Regions from separate parts of the Mus musculus genome. Here region 1 is linked to region 2. Evidence: chromatin contacts called from public HiChIP or PLAC-seq data. All regions are on one chromosome and are shown on one strand. Each heading gives the region's core, a stretch centred on a gene start, on an enhancer-like site or on the middle of the called end of the contact. The rest is flanking DNA. Distances are from core to core; before and after follow the strand shown. Region 1 overlaps 1110051M20Rik (RIKEN cDNA 1110051M20 gene). Region 2 holds the start of Arfgap2 (ADP-ribosylation factor GTPase activating protein 2).

What was found. HiChIP or PLAC-seq counts read pairs in DNA pulled down with a chosen protein or histone mark.
Region 1: a contact with region 2 is called in an H3K4me3 HiChIP or PLAC-seq map of stem cell-derived neural progenitor cells, with 2.3 times the contacts expected there. The contact joins the enhancer-like site here to the promoter of Arfgap2 in region 2. A contact is called at or near these places in 2 of 39 promoter capture datasets (hippocampal neurons and stem cell-derived epiblast-like cells), 2 of 115 datasets of contacts at active chromatin or transcription factors (pancreatic cancer cells and stem cell-derived neural progenitor cells) and 2 of 9 other capture datasets (adipose tissue and liver).

Annotation. Positions count from the first base shown.
Region 1 is chr2:91,398,067-91,400,766 of GRCm38.p6, forward strand. The region is part of intron 2 of 1110051M20Rik (RIKEN cDNA 1110051M20 gene); the gene reads right to left. Among named protein-coding and RNA genes, the nearest start is that of 1110051M20Rik, 45 kb to the right of the region's middle. Within about 2 kb of position 1,290, at least 36 of the 459 cell types and tissues checked have an H3K27ac peak or open chromatin away from gene starts, as enhancers often do. A contact at or near this core is called in stem cell-derived neural progenitor cells, where this site is marked.
Region 2 is chr2:91,263,781-91,266,480 of GRCm38.p6, forward strand. Arfgap2 (ADP-ribosylation factor GTPase activating protein 2) reads left to right here and starts at 1,335. Exons shown (of 16, transcript NM_023854.2): 1 at 1,335-1,624; 2 at 1,792-1,910; 3 at 2,446-2,518. The coding sequence starts at 1,553. It overlaps Pacsin3 (protein kinase C and casein kinase substrate in neurons 3), which reads left to right. Exons shown (of 11, transcript NM_001289678.1): 10 at 1-106; 11 at 411-900. The coding sequence ends at 526.

The sequences.
Region 1 (2,700 bases), core at 40-2,539, 130 kb after region 2:
CTGGACCTTCTTTTCCTGAGGTTCCTCTCTATTACCACCCCTGTAATTCTTTCAGACAGGAATAATTATGGGTCAGAGATGTGACTGTGGGATGGCAACCCCATCCCTCACTTGATGCCCTGTCTTCCTGCTGGAGGTGGGCTCTATAAGTTCCCTCTCCCTACTGTCGGGCATTTCATCTAAGGACTCTCCCTTTGAATCCTGGGAGTCTCTCACCTCCCAGGTCTCTGGTACATTCTGGGGGGGGGTCCCCCCAACCTCCTATTTCCTGAGGTTGCCTGTTTACATTCTTTCTGCTGGCCCTCAGGGCTTCAGTCCTTTTCCCTCACCTAATGCCAGATCAGGTTCCCCTCTACCCCCTACTCCCCTCAACCCCATCCACTTTCTCTCCCAGGTCCCTCCCTCTATCCCCACTTGTGTTGCTTGCTTTTCTCTTTCAAGTGGGACTGAGGCATCCTCACTTGGGCACTTCAGCTTGTTGACCTTTTTGAGTTCTGTGGCCTGTATCTTAGATATTCTGTACTTTTTAATTTTGAGGCAGGGTCATATGGTACTCCCTAGGCTGGCCTTGAATACATGGTAATTTTTCTGCCTTAGCCTCGTGTATGCAGAGATTTCAGATGTGAACTGTATATTTGCTGAGGGGGGCAGAGCATTGATAGAACTCTGTAAGTAAAGGTACTTGCCACCAAGCCTGATGACCGAGTTTGCTTCCCAGTATGTGCACTGTAGAGAGAACTGACTTCCACAAACTGTCTTCTGACCTCTGCACATATATATGCCACATGCACATGCCCCCATTCAAATGAATAAATGTAATAAAAATTTTAATTTGGGGGAGATTAAATAGTGTATTTCTTATATACTTCAAATCCCTTCGTGGGATACTATCTTTCATCTGGAATGTTGTAATGTATTAACAAAAGCTAACTTGTTGGCTAAGGGAGTGCTATAGTTTCAATGTGTTGACCCCCCCATGCTTGTGTTGAAGTTTAATCACCATATAACACCATAGAGAGGTGAAAAGTGAAGGAGATAATTAGTTATGAGGACTCGGCTCTCATGAATGGATCCAGGCCATCATCACTGTTCTTATCTATGTATCTATCTCTCCACTATGGCGTCTCCACCTTCTTACAATGCAGCAAAAGCCACGGTGGATAGAGCCCTCAGACTTACCAGGCAGAGCTAGAAGCCAAATCAGCTCCCACTGTTCAGTTATCATTTACCCAGTCATCAGCATTCTGACAGGGCAGCAGAAAAAGATGAAGACAGAGGAGGCAAGGCAGGAGAGAGGAAAATACTGACACAATGGAAAGACAGACCAAAGAGGACAGAGGCACCCAGGGGCTGCCAGCACCTAGGCCTCATCTCTCAGGAGATGTTACTGAGTTCCTGACCTAGTTTCTCTGGCAGGAGATCTTTTCTTGTCCCAGAAAAGACTCGTGGAGACAGAGAGGATTAAAAAAATAATATTGTTAAGAAGTGAGGTTGCTTGGCTTTGCAGTTTTCTAGCTGGGATCCCTTTATCTTTCTTGAGAGCCCCCCAGATCTCTTTTATTCTAGGTCAGTAATTTAACACTCTCAGCTCTCAATTCAAAGCCTGTAATGACCTTGCTGTGCTGAATTATTAGTCCAGGATATAGAAAAAGAAAGAGAGAGAGGGAGAAAAAAACCTCTAAAAACAACAGAGGCCTTTTGATCAGAGTACCGAACTGCAGCTCGCTGTAACTCAAGCTGTCCATTCTTATATGGCAGGAATTAAGGACTCCCCCTGCCAGGCAGGACCCTATTAAAAGACAATAGCTGTTTGAAAAGGGTAAGCAAGTTGATATGGATATAATAGGCCACATATGGGGGCCCCTTTCTACTCTGAAATAAAGCCCCTTCTTACAGTTGTGAGCTGGGAAATCTAGCATTCAGCAAGGCAGGAGGAGGTAGGCTAGAAGAGAGTGAGTCACCATGCAGAGATGCTTAAAGGTACTTCAGAGAAAGAAAGAACAAACCAGAAGAGTGCTTTGGAAGAGAGGAGCATCAGTCACTGAGCACAGAGCCTTTCAGAACAGGTGCTCTTTGGTCACAAGAGCCTTTAGCACCAATGATGACAAGAATTTGGCTAGAACTAGTCATTATCTGTAATGAGTCAACAACAACAAAACCCCAATAAATAAAGCAGTAATCTCTTACCAGAAATGGAGCAGCTGGCCAAAAGCAGTCCTTACTGCTGGCTAACCTAGCCTGGTACCATGCTAAACTCTGGATTACCACCTAATGCCACTTGCTATTTCTTGGATGTCATTTTTCACAGAAACCCTGCAAAACAAAGACACATACCCCACAGAGCTGCCTGTAACTCATACCACCTCCTAAGACAGAGAATGGCTACCACAGGACACAGAGTCCCACACTCTGTTAGCTGGCCCATGTTTGCCTATACATTGCCTGAAACACTCTTCCCATTAGTGGGTGAAACTTTTGAAGGATCTTTAATCCACAACAGAATTTCACATCCACTGTTTTAGTGATCTTGTTAACATGATACAAAAACAAGGAAAAATTTTAAAGTGATTTAAGGCATTTAAACACATTAATCTGGTTATTTATGACTAAACTCTGAATCCTCAAATTCCTCTATGAAAATATCAGAAAGGTATTTTCTTCCCTCCTCTATCCTTTGCCAAATAAATGGCCTTCTGTTGC
Region 2 (2,700 bases), core at 85-2,584:
GACTGGTCAGATGAGGAGAGTCCCCGGAAAGTTGCCACTGGGGTGAGGGTACGGGCGCTTTATGACTATGCTGGCCAGGAGGCTGATGAGCTGAGCTTCCGAGCAGGTATGCTGGGCCCTTTCATGGTCCTTCCCACTTCAGCCCCCGTCCTACTTGCTAGAGCAGGGCTGTAGACGAAGAAAGCCAGGGACTCCATCCTCACAGGCTGCTCAGGGTCCAGCTGCAGCCTGACAGTTGCCTCCCTGGGGTCTAAGGTTGGGTGGCTTTTCCTGGCTGTGTCCTATCCTGGTCTGAGTTGGGTATCCTCCAGTTTGTCGGCCCTTGTGCTATTCCATCCCCCAGTCCATGACCTAGTTTTGAGACCAGTAAAGCCAGTGCTTTGGGCAATGACTGTTTTGTCTTTCTTCAGGGGAAGAGTTGCTGAAGATGAGCGAGGAGGATGAGCAGGGCTGGTGCCAGGGCCAGCTGCAGAGTGGCCGCATTGGTCTGTACCCTGCCAATTACGTAGAATGTGTGGGCGCCTGAGTGCCCTGACAGCCCTACCAAGGCGTCTCTCTGACCTGGGCCAGAGCTTAACCCTTCCTGGACTGCTGGACCTGAAGGCCCTGAACCATGTGCTGCTGCTGTCTCTCTTTTCCCACAGGAGGAAGTCTCAGGGCCCATGAAGGGCAGGGGTCTGTGTCTAGAGTTGGAGGTTGGAATGATGGAGGGTCGAGAGGTGCCCGAGCCTCCTCGGGAACATTTGGGTCATCCCAGAGTGGGAGGATCCAGCTCCTAAACTGTTTAGGAGTTCCTGGGGTGAGGTTGGGGAGAATGTAGTTTGAGGCTGGCAGCACCTTCTTTTGTGACTTGTAGTGTGCATTAAATTTGATTAAGAATAAAAACCCCATCAAGTGTTGTGAGCGTCTTTTGATAGCCTACTCTTGCTGGTGGGAGGCACGGGGTCGGCCCGTGGGCGTGCCATGTGTTATGGAACTGGGATTGGGCAGGCAGTTGCCTCCTGGTATCTGCCCCGGAATTTCAGGAGTGCAATCTGGACTGGAAGGGACTTGGTGATCAAGGTTGTTGTGTGCTGGCCTCTGCTCTAGGCCAGTTGCTGGATTGTGAGCTGAGCTGGAGCCCTGCCAATGCCTTCCGGATGGGGCTATGAGCACTTGGGAGATTGTTAATCATTACTCGTCCATCACAGAGTCTGTTACCATGGCTCTCTGCCTGACGCCTACAGCCAGTGGTCGAGCGGTACGTAGGGTACCCGGGTCCAGCAGGAACTCGTGAGGAAGTTTGGGCCAGTCCACGAGCCGTCGCCCGCTCGGGCTGCGGATTGGCCAGGCGCAGCGCGGCGTTCACTCTCAGGCCCGTGGTGGAGCTCCCGGCTGCTAACGTCATGTTTCAGCCCCGCCCGACGTTCATTGGCCCAGATCTGGTCGAATCACTCCACTCGTAGGCGGGTCGGGGCCCTGTCGTGACCGGCGCGGTGAGCCTGCCTTCGCCGCCGAGGATTGGCCCGCGCCGGGACCTGTCGGTCGCGGTTGTGTCTGGGAAGGAGAGAAAATGGCGGCGAGCCCGAGCAAGACCGAAATCCAGACTATTTTTAAGAGACTTCGCGCAATTCCCACCAACAAGGTGCTTGAGCGGGCGGGGTACGGGTCCTGACGCCGGCGGAGAAGACGTCTCTTGTCCCCTGGGGTCTGAGGGAGGGCGAGGACGGAGGTTGGAGGCTTTCTTGTGGTTTCTAGCGCCGGGCCTCGACTCTGGGCCCTAACCGTTCGCTTGTCGTCTTTTCCACTTAGGCCTGTTTCGATTGTGGCGCCAAGAGTCCTAGTTGGGCCAGCATCACTTACGGTGTATTTTTGTGTATTGACTGCTCCGGAGTGCATCGCTCCTTGGGTGTCCATCTCAGCTTTATCAGGTAGGTTCTGTGTGAGGGTGCTGTGCCTCCACGGGGGCTGTGTGCGTGGTCAGCGACGGGGAGAGGGCGCCTGGACTTGGACCTTCCTGAATTTGATGTTTGGATTTCTCCTGGCGGGAGTTCTGGTAGCCTACAGCGGGGGCTTGCGGGCGGAGGGCGGCGGGGGGTTCCACCTCTGTAGACTTCTCTCTTCACAGTTAACATGGTACTCAGCATCAGTTTGGGGGAGAGCTTAGATGCATTGACCTTGTTATTGCAGAAAGATTGGCCCAGTAGGTCTCCAGTGCGACTTTGACCAAACTTTAAGAAGAGCCAAACCCGTGCCTGCATTTCTCAGAAGTCGACCTCCTTTCGGATCTCCTTTTCAGAAATAATTAGTACCCTTTGGATTAGGCGAAGCGCAATGATTTCAAATACAGGGGAGAGAGGAGGAAATGGGACAGTGACTGATGGTTCCTGGACACCCACAGAAGCCTGAGGCCGAATGACAGGTTTAGTCTTGATAGGGAAGGTGACACTCAGCCCTTGTACACAGGTCCACAGAGTTGGATTCGAACTGGAGCTGGTTGCAGCTGAGGTGTATGCAGGTCGGCGGGAATGCCAATGCGGTAACGTTCCTTTACCTTCTTCCACCCCCATCCTTCTGCCTGGGTATTTAACTTTTCCTTGATTTCTCAAAGTGAGTTTGGTTTCTCTGTTCCGAGAGTTTGCAGCTCTGGAACATGCCACACACTTTTCTAAATTCAGAAAAATTTAAACAGCTTCTTTCAAAGAGGCTTAATGAAATACA